Linked DNA regions of Gossypium hirsutum: region 2 is linked to region 1. Evidence: chromatin contacts called from public Hi-C data. All regions are on one chromosome and are shown on one strand. Each heading gives the region's core, a stretch centred on a gene start, on an enhancer-like site or on the middle of the called end of the contact. The rest is flanking DNA. Distances are from core to core; before and after follow the strand shown. Region 1 holds the start of LOC107887423. Region 2 has its middle 22 kb from the start of LOC121219286.

Region 1 (7,255 bases), core at 4,227-6,726:
TAAATACTAAATATTTTTAATAGGAATTAAATTGTTTTTGATTCTATTGTATAAAGTCGCTTAAGAAGAAGTTACACTCGACCAAAATTAATTTTATTTAGCTCATTTGTTAATTAAAATTGTTATAAATCCATTTCGCCATTAATAAATATTAACGTAGCAAATAAAAATCTTAACATATCGATACATGATATGCTATATGGAATAATTATTTAAAAAATTATAAAACATATAAAAGTTACAAAATAAAATTTAAAGACTTTAAAAAATTTGTAGAAAAGTAATAAAAATCATAAAAAAATATAAAAATAAATAAACATAATTATTATAAATTATAAAAATGAATAAAATTATAAAATTATTATAAAAATAAAAATAAAAAGCTTTCAAAACAAACTATCAAAAGATTATTAAAATTTATAAAAAAAATTAAAAATTGTAGAAATTTATAAACAAGTACTAAAAGTTAACCAAATTTATAAAAGATTGCAATAAGTTATAAAATTTATTAAAAAATAAAAAAAAATACAATAACTCTTAAGTATTTTAATTTCTTGGCTTCGAGAGAAAAATTCAATATGGTTTTACTACCCACGTAGCTTAAAGACAACTCTATCATATGTTGTCTCGCAGCTTCAAAGGTGATATCAAAAGGTACGAAGACAAGTCCCTATACCGTTCCTCCAATGATTCATCTACAGCTAGAGTTGGAGCCGGCTTTGGGTTCGGGTTTGGGTTTGTGCTAACATTTATTGGTAAAACCATTACAAGTAAAACGACAAAAAATAGTCATAGTTTAGTTTATTATTAAATGTTTTATTTTTTAAAAACATATTTAATTTATAATTTTGATATTCTATGAGCATGATATCAAATTTAATCTTCAATGTTTATATATTTTGTCGATATAATCTTTATTCTTTTAGCTAAATTTGATCGTTAATTTTTTAAAAAAGGAGTCGAATTTGACCATCAATTTTTCAAAAAAAGTCAAATGGTTGTTTTTATAATGAAAATAGTGACTAAAATATTAAAGTTGTAAACATGACATCTCACATGACAATCTACATGTATGTCATGCTATTTTTTAAAATTCTTATGAATTTTTTATTTTCTCAATATTTTATAATTTTTAAATTATTTATCAACTTGGCATATAAGATACTAGTGTTAGCTAAAAAAAAAGGAAGGACAAAACTGATAAAAGGAATAAATGTTGAGGGTTAAATTTATCATTTTTGTCTATTTTTATTTTTAATTTATGTAAATTACAATGATGATATTTTATTATTAGTAACATTATCTAATCGGTGACATCAATTTTAATTTAAAATTATGATATTTTTATTGTTAATAAGAAAAGGAAAAATGATAGTCAAATTGTTTGAGAGTGGTGTGTAAAGTTAGATCATTTAACTGTGACATCGTTTCTGTTGTTAGGTAAAATGCTTAATTATTTTAAACTTTCAATCTCAAGCAGCCACAAAAACTAATAAAAAATAATTTTGCTATTTGCATAGCTATTATGATCACATTTGAGAGAATCAGAGATAAAAAGCAATCACTTTTTTCACATTCTGCATCGTTGACATTACACAGCTCTGTACAACTTTGCTCATATGTTTCCATTTACTTCCATTAAGAAAGAAGATGATTGTAGTTTGTTAGTAATACTGAGATTGCTACTGAATTAATACATCCATATATATTTGAATGATGTTTAATTAAATTGATAAATATGAGAAAAAACAAAAATGAAGGCACTGTCATGCCAGTTCCCAATGTCATGATGACATGAAGACAACCCTATAACCTTATGGCTATGAGCATGCTCACATGCAAACACCATTAATTAGCAGTGCAGTGAGGGCCAGGGAAAACACAGAGTAAGAGACACTAACATGCCCTCCTTGGTAGGGGACCCCATGGCCGGCTGACCCTCCCCTTGTATAAGAGTTAACAACAAGCAACTAAGCTGAGTGAGAAGGTAAAGTAAAGTGCAAAAAATGGAGAACGTCTCTAATCTCTCTTCTCAGCGACGGAGACCTTTTTCTCTTTATGTCTATATTTAGGGTTTGGCCGCTTTGTTTTCCCAAATAATTTCAGCTTTTGTTTTCGAAGTTTTTTTGACCAAAACTTTGTCCAAATCTCCAGTACATTCCTGTTACTCTGTGATCACATTAAATGTAACGTCTGTCATTAGGTTTCCACTTTCCAGTCACTGAAAACTGAGGGAGGAAAAAAAGAAAGGACAAAATAAGAAAATAGTGGACCATCCATTATCCATGTATGTATACATATATGGCAACATAAACCTAGTTTAGCATATAAAATTAATCAGTCTTTTCACCTTTTTTCTGGGTAAATGTTATGAACATTCCTTACATGGTAATATGCTCATGCTTTTGACTGGTTTAATTGAAGTAATGATAATTGAGTAGGGCAATGTATAAACTGTAGACCGTCTTTTCAAACTTCACTGAAGATTCTGCATTATATTAACCTTTTGATTTGAGAGTTAATTATTAAACCCTTTTTAAAAAGTTTCAAGCAGATATACTATAATATTAGAAATTTATGATGCATCATTTTACTGACACGGTGACATGTATGTAGGATTTTTTATTTATATACGTAATCTTATAAGTTTTAAAAAATTATGTAAATATTTAACTTAAAAGATTAATTATGAGAATAATCTGATTTTTTCAGTAGAGTTAAGTATCGTTATTTTTTTAGGTGATATCATCCTAAAAATTTAAAACAAAAATTTTTTTTTATTGCCTAACAAATTGATGACACTAAACTAAAATATGTAGAGATAAAACGTTTTAAAACTTGATGAAGTAATTAACCTTTTAGATTTACTAAAAAAATTGTTGCATGATAGTATAGCGGCACTTAATTAAATTTTTGGTCTATTTGCATATTTGGATTGTCTAATTTTAAAATTAAATTTAAATAGCTCTTAAAATATATAAAAGTTACAAAAAAAAAACCCTTTCCATTTTTTTATTTTTTAAAAACAATAAATTTGGATAACTATATAAAATTTTTATTTAAATTATCCAATATGTCCCTCAAAAAATTTCCTCAAGTTTTTCTAAAGTTAAACATTTTCAATTTTTAATTCCTCCTCTAGCATAATTGAATTTAGATAAGCTTGAGGAAATTTTTTGAGGGACGTATTGTGTAATTTAAATAAGCATTTTATATAATTTTTTAAGTTTATTGATTTAAAAAAATAATAAAAATAAGAAATGTATATTTTTGTTATTCTAATATCTTTTAAGGGCTATTTAAATTTAATTTAAAAATTGGACAAACATAACATGTAAACAGACTAAAAATTTAATTAAATGTCTTCATACTCTCACGGACTCTTTTTTTAGTGAATCTAAAAAGAATAATTACTTCATCATGTTATTAAATGTTTTGCCTCTATACGTGATCAATTTGTTAGGCGACACTCAAAAAATTATTTTTTTGAGGAGATTTTTAGGGCAGTGTGTATAAAAAAATGACACACCCAATTCTACTGTAAAAATCAATTTATTCTCATAATTAATATTAAAGTTAGAATATTTTTATAATTTTTTAAACTAAGTTCATATTCCTAAAAGCACATGTACCTTCATTTATCAGGAATGCAAGTATTGTTCTATACGTGGGTTTTAGTGATCTTAGAGAAAGTTAGAAACTTGAATCTCATCAGTTTCCATCTTAAAATTTCTTCCCCATTTTCTTTCATCATTCACTTGTGCTTTTTACTGTTCAGCCTTGTAGAAATATCAAAACAAGAATAGGGAAATTTGTTTTTCTAGATACAGGTTCCATAATATTACATGGACAAATAAATTTACTCAACATCATGTATATATGCAAAACCTTTTCAGCCATAACTAGTTGACGGAGCATGTATATTTTTGGGTAATAAAAAGACTGACGGCCATGAATCTTGATATTATGATATGCATAAACAAGTGTTAAGTGTTTGTTCCTAATAAAGAAGGGTAGATGAAAGGGAGAAGAAGAAGAAGAAGAACAGGTGGGGGAGTTGGAGATTAATAAGTCATTAAGATGGGCAATGCTTTGTTTGTACTGTTATAATTAGTTGGGAAAGGAAGAGACATGTATCTGGTAAAAAATTCTTGGTTGGGGGGTATGGTTGTTGGGTCAACTTCAGGTGGTTAACTGAAACCCAGATTTAACCCATTCCTCAAGTTAAATTTACTTTCTTTCCTTCTTCTTCTATTCATTGATGTTTGATAGGGGTAGGTTTTTTTGTAGCTTTAACTTTGGCAGGGGCCGCTTTGTCTCACGCTCTCTCAAAGAAAGGGTGTCTACACCTTACTTACACACACATCACATTATCAGGTCTATCTTGTTGATAAAGAGAGGGACAGACTAAGAATCCTAATGCCTACAAGACAGTGAAAGAGATTAAAAGAAAAAAAGAAAATAAAAAACTTTACTCAACACACGTGTGAGTGATGTTGGATTTATGAAAAAAAAGAAGTCACAAATAGAGTGCAAATTTTAATGGTGCGAATCATTAAACAAATGAAAATAAATTTAAATTATTAAATATGTTAATTCAATACTTGTTATTCACTCAATCAGTAATTCATTAATTTTTTACATTAAAAAAATGAGTTTTTGACCTTATATCTATTAAGTGTAACTATGATAGGAACTTGAATCAAGTTAGGATCTAAATTATCCAATAATTTATTTTTTCCTTTTCACTTTTTTTTTTAGTTTATGATGTGAAAAATTATATAATTTAAGTATGTTATAATAAAATACAAACTTAAAAAAGACTAACTTTGTTGGCTGTCAAAAAATTCAGCCCCTTAAAAAACTACTAACATGGGGCAAAGGCTTATAGATTTTCAAAAATAATTTCAAATGTTAAAAGGTTTTAAAATAAAAACAATATTTATATACAACTTTAAATTTTTATTTAATTTTCAAATAAGAGAAAAAAAAATGATCCCTTACCTAAAACTATTTAACCTATAATTGTATCAAGTTAAAAAATGAATGCTTCATGTTTACTTTTAAGATGAGAGCATGGATTCGCACCACGGCACCAAAACTAGTTAAACTAGGGGGGGAAGGGTCAGTCAGGGTGGTTAACTACTTCAAGCACTCCTTTTTTTAGTCCCTTTCTTAACCCCAGCCGTGTAGGTTTCCCTTACACACATGCCTTAATTGCTGTTTTTCCTGTTTCCATGTTTTAATCTTTTTGGCTTGACTTCACTTTTCCCAGTTCTCTCACTATTTGTCAAACTTGCTTCTCGTTTTCAGTCTATGCAATGCAAGCCATCCCTTCCCCTTTTTAGTATTCCCTTTTGTTTAATATTTATGTGCGCATGAAGATGACTTTGTAACAGTTGTATAACAGCATTTGTCAGATGAGGAAAATGAAGGCATGGGTAACAAGAGTGTGTTTTATATGCACCAGACAACATGAATAGGCTCAGCTGTCACTCTTCAGCTACTCCTTCTTCCTCTTCTTCATCCATGGGGATGGTTTATCCAGACATGGGTTGTCTTTCTCTTGCACCAAACTATGGTATTGTTGTTTCTTCCTCACGGGAAAATGAAAGAGCTTCTTCGGGTTTTCGTTTCATGGAAAACAGCAAAACAAGGAGCTTTGAGGAAAACCACTGCTCTGATGCTGTGGAGGGTAAGGGCTCTGATTACAGTGATGGGTTTGGAGATAATAATATGCCAATTAATCTCAATCCCAACTTAAATGAAGAGAACCCCAATGAGAATGCGGTAAGTGGCAAGGAAACAGACAGTGGACAGTCAAAGCTTTGTGCCAGAGGCCACTGGAGGCCTGCAGAAGATACTAAGCTGAAGGAACTTGTTGCTCTTTACGGCCCTCAGAACTGGAACCTTATTGCAGAGAAGTTGGAAGGAAGATCAGGTAAAATAGTGGCCAAAAACAGTGGAAAAAGAAAAAGTGTGTTATCTATCTTTGTTTCATTAAAACATTCTCTCTTTTAGTGACATTCTTAGTGTTAGAATCAATGTGCTTATAAGCCAAGGTTCATTTGTTCTGATTCTTGTCTCTCGGGTTTGAAGGTAAGAGCTGCAGGCTGAGATGGTTTAATCAGTTGGACCCTAGGATCAATAGAAGAGCTTTTACCGAAGAAGAAGAAGAGAGACTAATGCAAGCTCATAGACTTTACGGTAACAAGTGGGCAATGATAGCGAGGCTGTTCCCTGGAAGAACTGATAATGCAGTGAAGAACCATTGGCATGTGATCATGGCTAGGAAGTATAGAGAACAATCGAGTGCCTACAGGAGGCGGAAGCTGAGTCAATCTGTTTATAGAAAGATGGAAGAAACTCCGAACATTGTCTGCAGAGATGCAGGAACAAAGGCAGAACCAGCCCCCTACTGTCTCAATATTTCGGATAGACGACTAGGCATTATCTCCCACTATCAGTTTGGGATCTTCAACGGTGGTGATGCAGGTGGGGTTAATGGTGGGTCAAATGTTTCACCCCACATGACCAGTGAGAGAGAAGCAATCCTAAGCAGCGAGGCCCCTTATCGTAATGGGTTTTGTGCACAAGCACAACCGCCACCTTTTGATTTCTTCCCTGGTGTGTGATTCTCCTCTTAAGCTTCTTTTATGATACGTTTTGGTGTGTTTTGGTTTCTGTGCTGTTTGTCATTGTTTTCATTTTTGGAAACCTACCTCGAATTTCTTACCACAATTCTTCTGTGATTCACTTTTCTTTCAACAGCTGAACCAAATGTGTCATGATTTTTGTGTTCATTTGTTCTTTTGCTTTATAGACATTGACTGATGTAACTGTTTTCATCTACCTTTTTGCTGCTTTAAATCCAATACAATCTATTCATTACGTTTGGTCTTTGTTAATATGCTGGTTTCTCAACATCTGTAGATCTTAGCAATGACATGATGGGCATGTTCAGCCAGACCAGATTTTGGGATAGGCCCATCGATGAAACCCAAGTCCGTGGCTACTATCCCCAGCGTCAACATCAGCAGCTGCACCCTTCACACATGATGACAATGCAACAGTCAGAGTTCCTCAGCTCCCAAAGTAACACAGATTCCACAGCATCAATAACACCTCAAGTTTCAGCCATTGAACCTTCATCATCCGTGGCAGGAAGCAGTAACTACAGCCACTATGAGACTATTCTACCGCCATTCATTGACTTTCTTGGAGTAGGAGCCACATGAAGTCACCAATAGACAGG
Region 2 (7,244 bases), core at 1,397-3,896, 140 kb before region 1:
CATGGAATAAGCTAATTTAACAAATAAACACATACTTCCAACAATTAACAAGAATTTTTACAACTTAACACCAATACCCGAATAACATTTTAAACACTTATTCAATTCATTAACTATTTGATTATTCGGCAATTATATCTCCCATTCAAGCCTTATTTTAAACTACCATGTACAATTCTTGCATTATACTATAATAGCCGATTACCTTCTATCTATCTAACCACAACTATCCTTATCCATCAAGCTCAACTCATCTATCATCACATTTAATACCAAAAACATCAAACACCTTCAAAGACACTCAAACAACCCATAGCCGAATGCATCACTTCAAACCAATAACAAAAATTGAGTCAAGGGCTATGAAAGGAGCTTAGCAATTAACTCAATTTCACATAAATTATCAAGAAATAAAATCAAACATACCTCCAATTAGATTCACCAATGCCGAATATCAAAGAGCCTTTTGTTTTACCTTGTTCTTTAGATTTCGGCAAATGAAAGAAAGAATGGATGAAAACTTTGTTTTCATTACCTATTTACTTTTATTAATTATATATTTCCTCTTATAAAATCATTAAATATTATAATACTAATATGGAATGCATATAATATCCATTAAGTTATTATTTTACTAATACAAAATACATATATTACTTATCATCTATCATCATTGCTGTCCACTAATTTAATAGTGGTCCATTTGACATGCAAGTCTTTCTTGTAATATACCATGCATTATTCGGCCCTCTAAATTCTACCTATCACATTTTTAATTTTTATCACACAAGTCCTTTTTAACAATTCCACATCCAAATAACAAAATCAAAGCATGAAATTCTCACACATGCAATTTCACTTATAATAGACATATAATATAACATTTAATTATTTTTGTGACTCGATTTTGTGGTCCCGAAACCACTTTCTGAGTAGGGTCAAATTAGGGCTGTCACACACCAGTTGCTATCGGAGAAAAACTATCAAGCCAAGGTGATTTCGAAAAGGTGAATGAATCAACCTATAGAAGCTTGATGGGATGTTTGCTCTATTTGACAGCCACAGGACCAGACATCATGTTTGCTGTAGGTCTCCTATCTAGGTTCATGCATTGTTGCAATGCAAGTCATTTTCAAGTTGCTAAAAGAATTCTCAGGTATATCAGAGGTACACTGAGTTTTGGAATCATGTTCACCAAGGTTTATAGCATGAAGCTTCTTGGTTATGCTGATAGTGATTGGGCTGGATCGATAGATGATATGAAAAGTACTTCAGGGTATCTGTTTACCTTGGTTCAACTATTTTTTGTTGGATTTCAAAGAAGCAAAGTGTTGTTGCTCAATTGACAGCTGAGGTAGAGTATGTGGCAGCTGCATGAGCTGTTAACCAAGCTATTTGGATAAGAAAAATCATGGCAGATTTGAATCTACACCAAAGGGAAGTAATAGAGATCAAATGTGATAACCAATCTGCTGTTGCAATTGTAAAGAATCCAGTGTTCCATGGGAGAACAAAGCATTTCAAGATAAAGTTTCATTTTATTAGAGAAATGGAACAATCTCAAGAAGTTAAACTGATTCATTGCAATTCTGAAGATCAATTAGCTGACATCTTGACAAAGCCTCTTTCTGTGTCAAGGTTCAAAGATCTGAGGGCAAAGTTGGGAGTTTGTAGCATGCAAGCCAATGAGGAGTGTTGAAGTTGGCTTCCATGTAGGACAGGGAGTAGCACAAGGAGCAGACCATATAGCCCGAGCCATGCATGTTGCAGCTAGAGCCTATACTGCTTATTTTGTTCTTCAAGGAAATATTTGGTTACTTAGTTAGATTTGAACTAAATTGGTAACATATTTGATGTAATTAGGTGCTGATGGATTGATAAATCAGCTTTACTATGTCTGCAAGTTATGTTTATTAATTTACTAGGTTACTTAGTGTGTTAGGTAAATGTTTACGTGACATTTTCTTATTTTGACTAGCTTATTGACTGGTATATGTAACGGCTTTATGCCACAATTCATTTGTAATGAAATCTTTCAGAAATTCTTCTTCATTCTCAAGTTTTTTTTTTACTTAAGTTCTTAAGCTGATTTTGAATGTTTTCCTCAGCAAGACATCGAACCTTCTAGCTCAAGTTTCTGTCAAATTTCTTAGTTCCAACACACGCCCTCCTGTTTCATAAATTTAGACCTTTATGAAGGCAATGAGCTTTTAAACTCTTTGAGACTTCGCATTGAATTAGTCCATTTATGGAGCGTTATATCCTTAAATTTAATGGTCAAGCTTAAATGCACATGACCAAGCATTTATGGACATGGGCATCCATCATCACGTGATGAAGGATTGGTTTTGCTGACGCTTGAGTGAAGATATGAGGGTAAAACAAATCCCTGTACATTTACTAAATTATCATGCTGTGACGTAATGTATAAATTCAGTGTTATTAAGTTGAACAAAGATCATACCGAACAACGATCTCATTCATAATGGTATCGTAATGTATATTACTATATACTAGGTATTTAGCCGACGCGTTGGACAGCACGACACCAAGACAAAAGAAATGGGGGCAACCCTAAGCATCCTATGTTTAATGTTTAAAAACATTGATTGCCAGTTCACACCGAAACCTCTTTCTTCTGCCTTTAGAGGGATCCATGCAAATTGCAATAGTTGGTGTATACACGTGCAAAAGCAGGGACCACACTTGCAGATACAACGCAGAGACGAAAGTGGTAGAACTTAGCAGAAGAAAACAAGAAAGCTCAGTGATAGCTTTGATTTTGGGCAGAGATAATATCCCAGAATTGCTGCTGATTTTGCTGATGATGATCAGCCAATAGCCTTATCTCTCTCTATATAAATATATAATATACACAAACACATAAATGCATGATGATATCAATATTCTCGAAATATACTGCAAAAGTATTTCTACCTGCCACTGTTTTACTACTACAATAATTGATGGTGTTTGAACAGTTGGAGCCCGAGTGATACATTGTCCTTTTGGCTTTTACCTGGAAAACATAACAACTATGTCCTTTTCCCTTCTGAAAGTCATAAATATAGAGGCATTTGCAGTTTTGAAATATATGTATTTATACACTAGTTTATTTATTAAACATTTTTTTTAAAAGAAAGGTTTAATGCACATTTTAGGGATATCGCTCTTCCCATTTTATCCTTAAAGTTTTTTAGCCAAATTACTTAGGGTGAGTTTGGATAGATAATTGAGTGTGATGCGGTATATTTAGTTTGTTTTTTGTCTCACACTACAGTATCTATTCTCATCGGTACCGTTATTTTTACACTAACCACAGATAAATACACTACATATCCAAACCCATCTTTAATGTTATCAATATTATCTTGAGACATTTAATCCATCATATGCTACCATGTGCCATATGATGGTGTTATCACAATATCATTTGAAAATCCTTAAAAAATCTTAAAAAATAAAAGTTTATAAAAAATTAAATAATATTATTTAAAAATTAAATAATATTAAAAATATAAAAAATAATAAAAAGATATTGGAAACTTTAAAAATATTAATATTTTAATATTTTAAAATTTTATAAATAACATTTATTAGAGTTTGAACATGATGTAATCGTCTCTTGGAAGGATACCACTTACGATAATTGTTTTATAATTCAGTCGGAATTTATAATTGATAGAATTTTTTCTCAAATTATTTAAATAATAAAAAATTAATTGATCACCTAAAAAGATTAATTATCGTAGCTAATATATTTCGAAGAGACAATGTTTCATGTTCAAGCTCTATTAAATGTGATTTATAAAATTTTTAAAAATATTAAAATTTTTAAAAATATTAAAATTTTTAATATCTTTTAAAAGAATTAAGTATTTTTTTATTTTTTTAATTTTATATTTTTGATAAAATAATTTCTCTAGTCCCTCTTGATTTCCAAATTTAGCAAATTAGTCCCTCTAAAAAAATGAAGCAATTTAATCCCTGTCAATTTTGAAAGTGAGCAGCTAAGCATAATTAATTATGACGTTAATGTCTTCCATTAATTGTGCATGTATTTTATTGATATAATAATAAATTTAGCCTTCAATGTTTATATATTTTGTCATTTTGGCCTTAATTCTACAAAATCCAACAAATTCAATGTCAACCTCAACATTTATACATTTACACAAAAGTTGTGGGATAAATTTGTTAAATTAAGACCAAATTGACATAATGTGTAAATTTTGAAGGTTAAATTTATTAGTATACCAATCAAAATAATGTACAATTGATGTAAAACATTAATGTCGTGATTAATTATTTGTAATTGCTCAATTTTGAAATTGTAAGGGACTAAATTGCTAAGTTTTTTTGAGAGGGACCAATTTGTTCGATTTTGAAATTGAGAGGGACTAAAAAGGTTTTTTAACCTTTTTTTTCTAGTTTTTAATAATTTTAATAAATTTCTTTTGTAAATTTATTTCTCTTTGAAAGATTTTTAAAGGTTTTTTGAACGATGATGTCACATTGATATCATTGTATGACACATGGTAGCATATGATTGGTTGAATATCCTAGTTGGTTTTTTTGAAAGTCTAAAGGATAAAATCAAGAATATCTAATAGAGTTAGGGACTAAATTGGTAACATCTGGCAAGGTTAGGGATTGAAGTGGGCCATTAAAAAACTTTAAGAACCAAAGTGGGAAAAGTGATATACTTCAAGGACTAAAGTGTACATTAAAACTTTTATTAATTATTATTCTATTTATTTTAATTATCTTTAATCTTTATATTCAATAATTTTTAATTAAAATAATAATAAAATTCTAATTAGTTAAAAATATTTTAATCATTATTAAATTAAATTATAAATTGCATTATGTTTTATTATAATAATATGTTTAAATAATATAATTTTCAAATTAATGTATATATATAAATTTATTTTAAGTTAATAGTACCACAATTACAATAGATAATAATTAGAACTAGAATTAGTTATTATATAACACAATTGGATTGATAATTAAAATATCTCCAAATCTATAAATATATATATATATATAGACCCACAAATGGCGGGACATAACTTTGTGATGAAATTTTTGTTCTTTCCTTTTGTTTTTACTTTTATATTTTGATCAATTTCTTTTCCACTAAACCTTCTAAATAATAACGAATTAATTTTACATAGATATAATTTAATAAATTAATTTCAATAGTAATTAAATATATGATAAATGAATATAAAAATATGATTTGATTAGGTCAAGGCATAAAAATTTGATATAATGAAATGAAACAACGATAAAAGTGGAAATCTAGTTAATAGAAAGTTAAATAATGTCTTATAATATCATAAAGTGGAAAAAGTGGAGTGATATAAAATGATTGGTCAAATGTTGGCCAAGTGAAAACGATTATTGATTATTTATGTGAAAGTAAATACATGATGTAATACACCTAGTTGAAAAGTGAAATTGTGAATCAATTGTGAAGTGATAATGAATTGGTGTTTATTGAGCATTTAAAAGTGATTTTGGTTATATATGTGAACTTGATGTTCTTATAAGAGTGCCTATATGATCAATTGTGAAATTGAATTTTATATAAAGTGTAGATAAAATGAATTGTATTTATAAACTTAGTAAAATAGCTAAGATATAATTGATATGTCAATAGAGACTAATGTATGCACGACTTGAAACGATAATGCATATTTAAACGATGATGTGATGTGATGTGATGCTTTTTAAGAATAGCACAAAAGTTGTATTGGGTGTCTCTTTTATGTGTAGTGTATAAGGATGCATTTTATGTGTAATATATGTAAAGTTAACTTGTTCTTATGTTTGAGTGTATTTTACTAAAGCACTTAAAACTTGGCTAATAAGAGTTATTAAAAAAAAGTCCTACTATAACTGGAACTGAAGTGATATGTTAAGTGTTTGTAATTGTTAATAAAAAGAAAATAAATTTATTATGTAATAAAATGAGCATGAATGAAATAACTTGTTTAAATTTGAAATGAATGATTTATTGAATACATGTGAACAAAAAAGAGATTAACTAACATATTACTTATATAGGAACTTGTCAATGGAATGCTTAACGATTTATTGGTAATCTGAGTTTAAATAATATTAAAAGTGATGGAAACTATGAGACCTAAATGACAAATGGGAATGACCAATTTGATGGGCTAAGACAGAGGAAATCTAAATGAATGTTTAACGAGTGGTAAAAGATTTGATGTATTGACAATCACTATATGAATGTTTAACGAGTGATAAAAGATTTGATGTATTGACAACCACTATATGTGTTCCCATACTTGGATGCCTCAGGCCTTAATGAATGAACTTATAAGCTAAGAGTACCAAAGTTCCATTAATAAGTGGCTTTAATAAAGTTCAATTCGTTAGTGACATAAGACTCAATACTAAAATAGAATAACACAAACTAAGAAATCTTAGTGAACTTATTAAGCTCTTCGAGCTTAATGTGTTAGTGATTTAAATGTGTAGGTGGAATACTTTTTTGAAAAGCTAGTGACCATGTCAATAAAGTATCACATCCCCGAATGAGATTTAAAGAACCTAGATTAAATAGTAAAGAAATTCATGTAATTGAGGTTTGGAATGGCATGTGCATAGATTGAGTGTATCCTTTATAAAGCTTGAAAATATTGAGGTGTTTTCATGGAATATGTAATGTGTTTCATGCTTTCCAATTAATCCTTTTTGTATTGAATTGGTTTGATCATGATTTGAAGATGAATTTGTATTCAAATGATTGTTTATAAGGTCTTGATGTAACAACCCATTTTTCAGTGGTGTTGGAAATAGTGATTTTAGGACCACAAATCTAAAGAGTGGGTTCAAGTCTAATGTGGTATTATAGCGATTCCTAGTATGGTAAAATTTTCTAATAGAACGATTAGTTATAGTACAAGTGAATTGAGTAAGTGGTTTTGGAAAAATGAGGTATCGAGACCTCATTTCTGTAAAACCAAGCTTAGTAAATATCTATTATATAGGTGAATTGTTCTTGGTCCAAAAATTTTGATTTTTGGATAATTAATTAAAGTAGAAGGAATAAATCATAAAAATCATAAAAAAAGAAGTTAATTTGTATTGAATTTTATTAGTTGAATGGTTTAACTAATGAGTGTGCAACGGTTAAAATGGCAATTTTAGCCATATTAATCTTTAGTGGATGATTGGGTGCATTAACTATGTGATTTTATAAGTTA

Evidence for each region. A called contact is a pair of places that touch in the nucleus more often than the background predicts.
Region 2: a contact with region 1 is called in a Hi-C map of leaf, with 1.7 times the contacts expected there. The contact joins the enhancer-like site here to the promoter of LOC107887423 in region 1. A contact is called at or near these places in 3 of 34 Hi-C or Micro-C datasets (callus and leaf).

Annotation. Positions count from the first base shown.
Region 1 is chrA03:66,487,870-66,495,124 of Gossypium_hirsutum_v2.1, reverse strand. LOC107887423 reads left to right here and starts at 5,476. Exons shown (of 3, transcript NM_001326742.1): 1 at 5,476-5,941; 2 at 6,100-6,627; 3 at 6,934-7,238. The coding sequence starts at 5,476. The coding sequence ends at 7,238.
Region 2 is chrA03:66,622,508-66,629,751 of Gossypium_hirsutum_v2.1, reverse strand. No RefSeq gene overlaps it. Among protein-coding and RNA genes, the nearest start is that of LOC121219286, 22 kb to the right of the region's middle. Within about 2 kb of position 2,646, at least 4 of the 9 cell types and tissues checked have an H3K27ac peak or open chromatin away from gene starts, as enhancers often do. A contact at or near this core is called in leaf, where this site is marked.